Linked DNA regions of Mus musculus: region 1 is linked to region 2. A link is a contact called in public HiChIP or PLAC-seq data. All regions are on one chromosome and are shown on one strand. The core of a region is the stretch at or near the end of the contact, and the rest is flanking DNA. Distances in the headings are between cores, read along the strand shown. Region 1 has its middle 17 kb from the start of Gm39364. Region 2 overlaps Pif1 (PIF1 5'-to-3' DNA helicase).

Region 1 (4,962 bases), core at 1,685-4,184, 680 kb before region 2:
ACCTGAGCAAGGGTGACACTAAAGATCACACTAATGTGGACAGGGAAAGCCTGCAAGGCCCAGGTCTGGACAAAGAACTACAGGCAGCTACGGGATGCAGAGGCCCCGAAGAAGAGTCTTCTCCAGGGAAGAGCACAGTAATTCGTTCTTCAGCACCAAATGGTCAGCCTTAAAAACATACCCAAATGCTGGACAGTGGTGGCGCATGCCTTTAATCCCAGCCTTCCTGGAACAGAGGCACACAGGTCTCTGTGAGTTCAAGGCTAGCCTGGTCTACAGAGTGAGTTCTAAAACAACCAGGGCTACACAGAGAAAACTGGTCTCAGAGAAAACAAACAAACAAACAAACAAATAAATAATAAAAACATACACACACAAGTAATCTTATATGGACTGAGTGGGTCAGATTGTATTTATATATTTAGGAATATTTTAACAAACAAACACACACACACACACACACACACAAAACAACACCAATAATAACAAAGATAAAGAGGCCATAATTTTGAAAAAGTGTGTGTGTGTGTGTGTGTGTGTGTGTGTGTGTGATTGAGAAAGGAGAATGAAAGTGAAGGGGGAAATAATATCATTGTGTTTTAATCCCCAAAAGAATCAGTAGTTTTTTACAAACTGATAAAAATCTCTATATTGTTCCGTGAAAGAAACAAGGCATGACCCAGTGTATATCCTATGTAACAGCATGATCCTACCCCATGGCAAACAGACCTCTGAGATCAGGAGCAAAAGCCTGCAGGTCACTGTGGCTGGGGAACAGTAGCTGTCACGCCTGCATCCCTAGGGCATTAGAAAATGTGCAGCTGCAGTTTGGCATCATCAGATAACAGAGGCTTTGGGCTCTGTTCCCAAAGTCCACTAAAGGCCAAAGTGCTGAGAAGCATCTGGAAAGAATCCACGGTAATTATCACAAACATCGTGCAATTGTAATTTCTGATAAGTCACATGAGCGGCGCCACTTGAAAGCTGATCAGGGACAGAATAATGACTGAAGGTTTCTGACGTTCTGTGCATACAAGAATCAAGAATACCATCTGAAAGCTTACTATCAACACTGACAGTTGACAAGCTGAGAGATCAAATGATACAGATTATAAAACGTCTCTAAAGCCACAATCTGAGATCAACCAATCAAAAAATCAAACAAGGGCTAGCAAGCCACCCAGCAGGTACACACACACACACACACACACACACACACACACACACACACACAAGCACTATGCAAGCCTGATAACCTGAGTTCAGTTTCTAGAGCCAGCAGTGGGAGGAAAGAGCAGACTCCCAAAAAGTGTCCTTTGACACCCATTGTCCCCCACCCTACATTCCATGCCACAGACAGACAGACACACACACACACAATAATAATAATAATAATAAATATAATTTTAAAAATGTAAATCAACCTACATATCAAGTTCAAAGCCAGCCTGGAGTACATGAAACCCTGTCTTAAAAAACAAAACAAATCAATAGAATTTTAAAAGGATTACTGCCAGGCTGGTGAGATGGCTCAGTGGGTAAGAGCACCCGACTGCTCTTCCGAAGGTCCAGAGTTCAAATCCCAGCAACCACATGGTGGCTCACAACCATCTGTAATGAGATCTGACTCCCTCTTCTGGAGTGTCTGAAGACAGCTACAGTTTACTTACATATAATAAAATAAATAAATCTTAAAAAAAAAAGGATTACTGCCGACATAAAGATCTACATAAAACCATCTGTTACTAGTTATCATTTTCACTTGTTTCACCTTTGTTTTTGTTGGAAAACAAAACTGTATGAATTGTTCCTATTTTACTTTAAAATATGTTCACTTTGCAATGTGTACATTTATCATCATATTTGTAGATTACAAAATGAAGTATGGCTAACATCACTAACTTCTCTTCTTTAAATGGCAGGGAGTCTTCTTGAGTGGAAGACTACAGTGGATCTTTTTCTCCCTTGAAGGAAAGAAACACACATGCACATATATGTGAAACACATATGCACATATATGTGTCAGGCAGCACGTATGGAGCAAGGACAACCTGCTGGAGTCAAGCTATCTTCTTCCACCATTTTGGTTTGTTGTTGTTTTTGAGACAGGTCTCACTATATAGCCTTGGCTGGCCTGTAACTCACTTTCCTGAATGCTAGAATTAAAAGCAGGTACCATCATGCCTGGCTGCCTTCCTTGCATCATTTGGATCTTGGAGATAGAACTTGGGTTGTCAGGCTTGTAAGTGAGTGTCTTTTTCCTATGAGCCATTTTAATAGTCCCTCAAAAGCAAGGTTTTTTTAAGCAGCCATCTGTTTTAAAAGAAGGAATATATATATATATATATATATATATATATATATATATATATATATCCATATATATATGTATATGGCTTTATATATACATATTGCTATATAAAATATATATTCATATAAAATCTTGTATGAAGATAGTTATGTATTATGTTTACATGTGTAATATTTAGAAGGATTCATAAATAACTAATAGCAGTAAATATAAGAGTAGATTTTTTCTACATACTTTTTATACAGTGTGTGTGTGTGTGTGTGTGTGTGTGTGTGTGTGTGTGTGTTTGTACTGGAGACTGAAGCCAGAGCTGTGTACATGCAAAGCAGGTACTCTAGCACTAAGCTGCAACCCCAGCTCCTGTTTTATACTTGAAAATTCTTGAACTATATAGATGGCATTTGACTGACTCTGAAAATTAAAACTTTAAAAAAATCTTGGCAGATTTCCACAAAGCCTATGCAAAACATTAAGCCAGACTCTCAAGGGTTTGGCCTGTGGTTGATTGGTTTGCTTGTTTCCCTGGAACCTCTGTTTTAGGAACCAGGTATATCTTACTGGCTTTCAGATCTAGGAACAAAGATCTCAATCAGTCCTTGCAGTGCCACCTGGTGGCCATGACCTCGTAAGGTTCAAGCTTTTCTCTTCAATAATCTTTGGGAGTGCCTATGACCTTGACAGTGGGCAACACAGCACCGTGTAAACTGGCTGAGGTTAGTCTCAGTTGACACACATTGAATGTCCAGGACTGCCTTGTGTGGGTAGAATTCCATACAACTCCTGAAGTTTCATGACCTCTGCCTCCAAGGGGCCCCTCAAAGGCAGCCTACAGTAACAGCACATGGACTTCAAAGTCCAGAACCAAACCCTGGCTCCACTATCTACCAGCCTTGTCTTATTCAGCATAGCTTCCAAGGTCCTCCACTTCCTCATCTGCAAAGGTGGTAGGTAAGTCAGGGAAAGTACACACAAGAGATTAGAACAATGCCTTTGTATAACATGATAAACTCATGTCTTGATAAACATGAGTTCTCTTCCTAGGATTGCCTACTGATAACTTAGCTCTCCCCTGGCACTAGAGAAGGCAGCATGGTTGCTATGCAGGCTCAAGCCTTGGAAATGTTGAGGGAGAAGAAATTTATTTAGTGCCTGTATGTGTGTATTCATGTGGGTGAGCATGAATGTGTATGCATGCATGCACACATACCCATGCACATGTGCACATTATAGCAGGTGTGTGGAGGTTCAAGGGCAACTTTCGAAAGTCATTTCTCTCCTTCCACCATTTGGATCCTGGGCATGAGACTAAAGCTTGGCAGCAGGCACCTTTGCCCACTAATCACCTCACTGCCCTCTCCCCTTGTTTTTCCCAGCTGCTAAGGAAGAAATTAAAAGCTTGGCTATAGGGGAGAAGGAGTTCAAAAGCTGCTGCAGCCTCACAAGGAGCGTCAGGGCATCCCTAGTGCTACCCAGGGGTGCTCCGTCAAGCGAGTCTGCTCCTGGAAAGCAAAGCTCAGTCCCTGTCCCCATCCCCCACTCCCTGAATGAGTGAGAGCCAAATAGATAAGAAATTACAAGGAATAGCCCAGAAGTTGGGGGCACTCAGAAAAACAAATGATGAAGTTGGCCATCTGCCCTTAAAAAGGGATGACTATGCGCCTACTAGTCCCTCATCCCTACCATCAGAGTAGCATCTTCCATTGTAAATCTTTTCAAGGATGCAGAACCTGGGTTAGAAAGATGGCTCAGTGGTTAACAGAGCTGACTGTTTTTCCAGAGGACAAGGGTTCAATCCTTGTAGCTCTCACTACTGTCTGTAAGTCCAGGTGGTCTGATGCCCTCTTCTGGCTTCTGTGGAAACTGCATGCACATGGTGCACACTTATGTGCAGACAAAACAGCAATACACATTGGGGGGTTGAGGTGGGGGGAGATGCAGATGTGTTAGTTTGATTTCTGTTGTTTTTTTTTTTTCACTTTTTAAAAATGAGAACAGTGGGTTTTTTTTTTTAAGGTGTATTTATTTTATTTCTATGGGTACACTGTGGCTGTCTTCAGACACCAAAAGAAGGCACCAAATCCCATTACAGATGGCTATAAGCCACCATGTGGTTGCTGGAAATTGAACTCAGGACCTTTGGAAGAGTAGTCAGTGCTCTTAACTGCTGAGCCATCTCTCCAGTCACCTGTTTGCTTTTGTTTTAAAACAGTAATATAGCTCAGGCTAGCCTAAATTCACAACTCACTATGCAGCAAAAGATAACCTTGAATTCCTGGTCCTCTTGTTTCTGGCTCCAGAGTGCTAGGATTGCAGGCATGCACCAGCGTGTATGGTTTATGCAGTGCTGGGGCCTACGAAAGACCTCAGACTACCAACTTTCCACTGCTGTGACAGAAGGCCTATGATAATCAACAGAAAAAGAAGAAAGGATTATTTGGGCTCACAGTCTGGGAGGTTTAGGTCCATGGCTGCTTGCCTCTGCTGCCTTGGGGGTCTGTGGTGAGACATCATGACAGAAGCTGCTCATATATGACATCTAGAAAGCAAAAAGACAGAAATATTTGGGCATGGTATACACCTGGGTTCCCAGCTCAGGGGAGGCTGAGGCAGGAGGGTTGCAAGTTCAAGGCCAGCCTGGGCTACATAGTGAG
Region 2 (5,196 bases), core at 259-2,758:
CTGAGCCTGGGAGGCGTGAATGAATGGAAGTGACAAAACCTAGCAACACTTAGCAAAGACATTGAATTCTGTGTAGCTTATACAGGCAAGACATAAAATGTCTGAAAATAATGAGACAGTGGACAAATTAGCATCATGTTTAATTAAGACTAGAATATTAAAATTTGCCTGGGAATGAATTCAGAATAAATCAGTGAGGATGATAAATACAAATTGGAAAAACTTGAAAGTTTAACCCTAATGCTGAAATAAGGGGAAACTCTCTCCTAAGCTAGGTGTCTCTACCCTCTCAAGACGCCGTCCCACAAACATGGAGCAGGTAATGAACTTTGTCGAGCCAAGTCGGCAGTTTGTAAAGGACTCAGTTCGGCTGGTTAAAAGAAGCACCAAACCGGACAGAAGGGAATTCCAGAAGCTCTCCATGGCCACAGCGGTAGGATTTGCGATCATGGGATTCATTGGCTTCCTCATGAAACTGATCCATATCCCTATTAATAACAATTCTGTGGGTGGCTGAGTCCTTTCTCATCACGGGACGAGTGAACAGTGAGGGGGTGACACGATCATGAAGTGAAACGTTGCCTGGATGCTTTGTGGTTCTTGTTTCTTTCCTCCTTCCTATGAGGTTTTCTATTTCTAAATTAAAATAATTTCAAAATAAACATTTTTTCCATAACAAAAAAAAAAAGAATAAGGGGAAATAGAGAACCAGGACAACCCTATGAGAATAACTGTTCTAAGGAGCCCATAGCCAGGGGTGGTGCATACCTTTAATCCTAACACTTGGGAGGCAGAGGCAGGCACATAAGAATTACAGTGATTTAAATTTAAAAGCTGCTTGCAAAAAGCATACTGAAATTCAATTCAAAGTGAATGGTTTTTGTTTTTTTTTTTTTTTTTTTTTCTGAGACAGGGTTTCTCTGTATAGCCCTGGCTGTCCTGGAGCTCACTTTGTAGACCAGGCTGGTCTCGAACTCAGAAATCTGCCTGCCTCTGCCTCCCGAGTGCTGGGATTAAAGGCGTGGGCCACCACGCCCGGTCAAAGTGAATGTTCTTTGTGATCTAAAAATAAATACACTTAAACCTTGAACCATCCCATAAAGAGAAAGGGAAATATTGGTATATTTACCCACACATACTAAGATCTATTTAGTTTCAAATTTTCACAATAATTTTTAAAATTTCAATTGAAAGATAATACTTTTTCTGTTGCCAAACAAAACAAAACAAAACAAAAAGCCATTTTACCCTAGGAAAGATATAAGCTGCCAAGAAATAACCCCTGAGAGTTAGGGTGGGAGGAAGGGTTTAGCTTTTATCTTTCCAGGAGAATAAAAGCATTTAAGTATGGAATCTTGAGACCGCTGGACAAGTAAAACATCTGAAGAAAAAGAGAAAATGTCCCAAGAAAAAGGGTAAATTGGTCACGTGATATCATCCACTTCCGTGGTCTGAAATCACAGCTCAGAGCTCCAGACTAGCACCGGCACCAGTGCCACCATCTTGCCCGAGTAGCTGCCCCTTCCCACTTGACAACCACCGGGGGGCAGTGTTGGTGGTGGGGTGTGGGGACTAAGTGGGGGTGGGGGCGGGGGGCGAGCTGGACAGCCCCACCTCCCCTCTGACTCCCACACTCCCGCCCCTCCCCCCCCCCCCCCCCCCGCAGGCACTCCTTTCTTTTTTCCTATCTTGCAGCTGGCCCATAGCGGATTCCCAAATGCTTGTCTCTGCTGCCCTCTACAGTCACAAGTGGCAAATGAGCTTTATATGGTCTCAATTCAATTAAAAACTAAAGCTGACTTTGGGGTGGCTCTCTCATTCTCTAGCCCACTCATGCTTGTTAAAGGAAAATCCAAAAATCTCTGTTTCATATCAGAAGAGCCTCCTGGACAGAAGAAAACAAGAAATAAGGGATTTACTATTATTCTATTGCCACTAATCCCTTAATCTTTCGGCTTTCATTTAACTCTCTAAAACTTTCCTTAAAGTATAAATATTATCTCAAAATCTATGAAATTATTATGTTATCTATAAATTTTCTGTCATCACACAGAGTACTAACTAATTCTGGAAGTAATCTTCATCGAGCTTCCTGTGCATGTTTTCAGGCTTGAGTCTGAAGCAAGTAACTAGGAACCAAGTTTGTGTACCTCGGATGTACTCGATAGACGGGATCCTCAAACCTTTTAGAGATCTGCTGAACATATCATTTAAAATGTTTAGGTTTGGGGGCTGGTGAGATGGCTCAGCGGTTAAGAGTGCCGACTGCTCTTCCAAAGGCCCTGAGTTCAAATCCCAGCAACTACATGGTGGCTCACAACCATCCATAATGAAATCTGATGCCCTCTTCTGGAGTATCTGAAGACAGCTACAGTAGTGTACTTATAATAAATAAATAAATAAATATTTTTAAAAAATGTTTAAGTTTTCTACCATTCCTAACGGTTCCCTTTGAGGTCTCTGAGAGGATGGGGACCTACAATGACTAATCCACCTGGATTGTGGGGACGCTAACCACTGGACAGAACTGCCCCAAGCCTCTTCTACCACCAGGCTCTACACAAACAGTGGACACCTTTGAGTTGACTGCTATGTTCTACCTAGCCAGGATTGCCACTAAGCTGATAAACACCACCCAAAGATCAGCTTAGAACTACAAACTGCTCAGGACATTCAAATGAGTTCATATAAGACTGACACGAGCATTGTACAGAATGCAGAACTCAAAAATACTTAATCCTTTGACTGCCAAATACAACCAAGCTGGACATTGTGGAAAGCTTGGCAGAAATAGCTTCATTACTGTAAATACTTTTACTATATTGGAGCTAAGATCTTATCTTTTCATTTAGACAAATGGGAGGTGATGTTGCAAGATATTTGATCACAGTGTGAACCCTGAGATTGTGTTGCTTACTGGAAAAATCTGTTTCTAGTTGTGGTGTAGCTCAGCCTTAGCACACACCTTGAATCCAAGAGCTTTCTGCTTGAATATTGTAAGCAGGATTAAATAAAGTCGACCTTAGATCAAAAGGCAGAGCAGGGGCTGGAGAGATGGCTCAGTGGTTAAGAGCACTGATTGCTCTTCCAAAGGTCCTGAATTCAAATCCCAGCAACCATGTGGTGGCTCACAACCATCTGTAATGATAACTGAACCTCTTCTGGGATGTCTAAAGACAGATACAGCGTACTTACATATAATAAATAAATAAATTCCCCCCCCCCCAAAAAAAAAAACAAGCAGAGCAAGCAACCAGTGGACAGGAGGTGAACATAAGATTATTAAGAAAAAAAAAACATAGAGAGTAAGAGTCAGGATGGTTATAGACACACATGAAGTAGAAGGGAGGGACATTCCGTTTGAAGGAGGTTTTTATTGGTTGTTGTTTGGTTTTTCGAGGCAGGGTTTCTCTGTGTAGCCCTGGCTGCCCTGGAACTCACTTTGTAGACCAGGCTGGCCTCGAACTCAGAAATCCACCTGCCTCTGCCTCCCAAGTGCTGGGATCAAAGGCATGTGCCACCAGGTATACTTTTTTTTTTTTTTTTAATATATGTGAGTACACTGTAGCTGTCTTCAGACACACTAGAAGAGGGCATCTGAGCTCATTAAAGATGGTTGTGAGCCACCATGTGGTTGCTGGGATTTGAACTCAGGTCCTCTGGCAGAGCAGTCAGTGCTCTTAACCCCTGAGCCATCTCTCCAGTCCCTGAAGGAGGTTTTTTGAGACAGTGTGTGAGAGGGCATTACTGGTGAGACTGAGGAAGGAGGTCAGCTGGGTGTTTTCTCTGCCTCTCTGGGCTAGCAGGCTTTCGCCTCAGCATCTAGCTCTCAAACAATTGAGATTTTGTAAAATAGCAACAACAAAAAAAGCCCATTTGCTATTGGTAAGGATCCGAGTTCCACTTCCAGCACCCAGGTCAGGTGCCTCACAGCCACCCATAACTCCTGTTTCAGGGGATCTGACACCTCAGGCCTTACTGGCACCCTGGAGCTGGAGTTACAGGTGGCCAGATCTATAACCTGCTTGATATAGGTGCTGGGAACCAGACTGCAAGAGCATTCTAGGCTGTTAACCAAGCCATCTCCCTAGCCCCTTCATCATGCTTTTTTTTTTTAAAAGATTTATTTATTTATTATATGTAAGTACATTGTAGCTGTCTTCAGCCACTCCAGAAGAGGGAGTCAGATCTCATTAAGGATGGTTGTAAGCCACCATGTGGTTGCTGGGATTTGAACTCTGGACCTTCGGAAGAGCAGTCGGGTGCTCTTACCCACTGAGCCATCTCACCAGCCCATCCATCATGCTTTTTAATAAACTGAAGATAGTTCGTTGATGGCTCCTTCCCTATCAGAACATCCAAGCCAGAGTCTCAGGGTAGCTGGGACTTAGAACTGCTCTAGAGTATATCTGTCTTAAATTGTGGGTGACAGTTACTCTCCTGGTTGGTCCATTGTTTGTCTCCGCCTTCAGCAAACTCAGTTTTCCAAATGACAGTTGCTACAAAGAGAACCCCCCTCACACCAGGTTGCTGTGATCTGGGTCCTTGAGGTGGGTGAACAAGCACCTCTGTGTGCGCTCCCTCTGTGAGGGAGAGAGACCAGGCAGGAGGCACAGTTACACGGTTCACAGTTTTATTTGGCTTAAATAAATACAAAGGAGAACATACATCTCCGTATCCTAAACACGGCCTCTCCCCTAAACCCAGCACATTTTGCAGCGTCTGTTCTCAGTCGGGCTCTGAATGATGTTTACTTGGGGCTGTGCTAGGCTGAGCACAGCTGTGAAGGTAATTAAACTTCTATCTTGGGCTTGTGTCTGGCCTGAATCCCCTCTAGGCTCCTGCCATAGTTTGGATGGTTTCCCTTATAGGTTTATGTACTGGAAGCTTAGTCCCTAGCGTAGCAGTGTTAAGATGATGTAACCTTTCAGAGATGGATTGCATGGGAGGTAACTAAAGCAAGGGGGTCCTGTCCTCATGGACGGATTAATACTCTTCCCCAGCATCACCATCCTCTGTGCCTGTCTCTCATGATCCTGCCTGCAAGTGTCCCCGCCAGGCGGTTGCTGCTACCGTCAAACCCCAGCAAAGCTGAGACGAGGCTGGTTCCGTGTTCTTCATCTTCTAGAACTGTGAGCATATATTAATTAAAAATAAATCATTTTTTTCATAAAGTACTCAGCCTTATATATTTTG

Evidence for each region. HiChIP or PLAC-seq counts read pairs in DNA pulled down with a chosen protein or histone mark.
Region 1: an H3K4me3 HiChIP or PLAC-seq map of bone marrow-derived macrophages shows a contact between it and region 2, with 7 times the contacts expected there. The contact joins two enhancer-like sites. A contact is called at or near these places in 1 of 39 promoter capture datasets (liver), 1 of 484 Hi-C or Micro-C datasets (embryonic stem cells) and 1 of 115 datasets of contacts at active chromatin or transcription factors (bone marrow-derived macrophages).

The regions. Positions count from the first base shown.
Region 1 is chr9:66,281,978-66,286,939 of GRCm38.p6, reverse strand. No RefSeq gene overlaps it. Among named protein-coding and RNA genes, the nearest start is that of Gm39364, 17 kb to the left of the region's middle. Within about 2 kb of position 2,934, at least 24 of the 459 cell types and tissues checked have an H3K27ac peak or open chromatin away from gene starts, as enhancers often do. A contact at or near this core is called in bone marrow-derived macrophages, where this site is marked.
Region 2 is chr9:65,595,388-65,600,583 of GRCm38.p6, reverse strand. Pif1 (PIF1 5'-to-3' DNA helicase) reads right to left here. Exons shown (of 12, transcript NM_172453.5): 12 at 4,617-5,196. It also overlaps the pseudogene Gm10144. Among named protein-coding and RNA genes, the nearest start is that of Pif1, 11 kb to the right of the region's middle. Within about 2 kb of position 1,508, at least 18 of the 459 cell types and tissues checked have an H3K27ac peak or open chromatin away from gene starts, as enhancers often do. A contact at or near this core is called in bone marrow-derived macrophages, where this site is marked.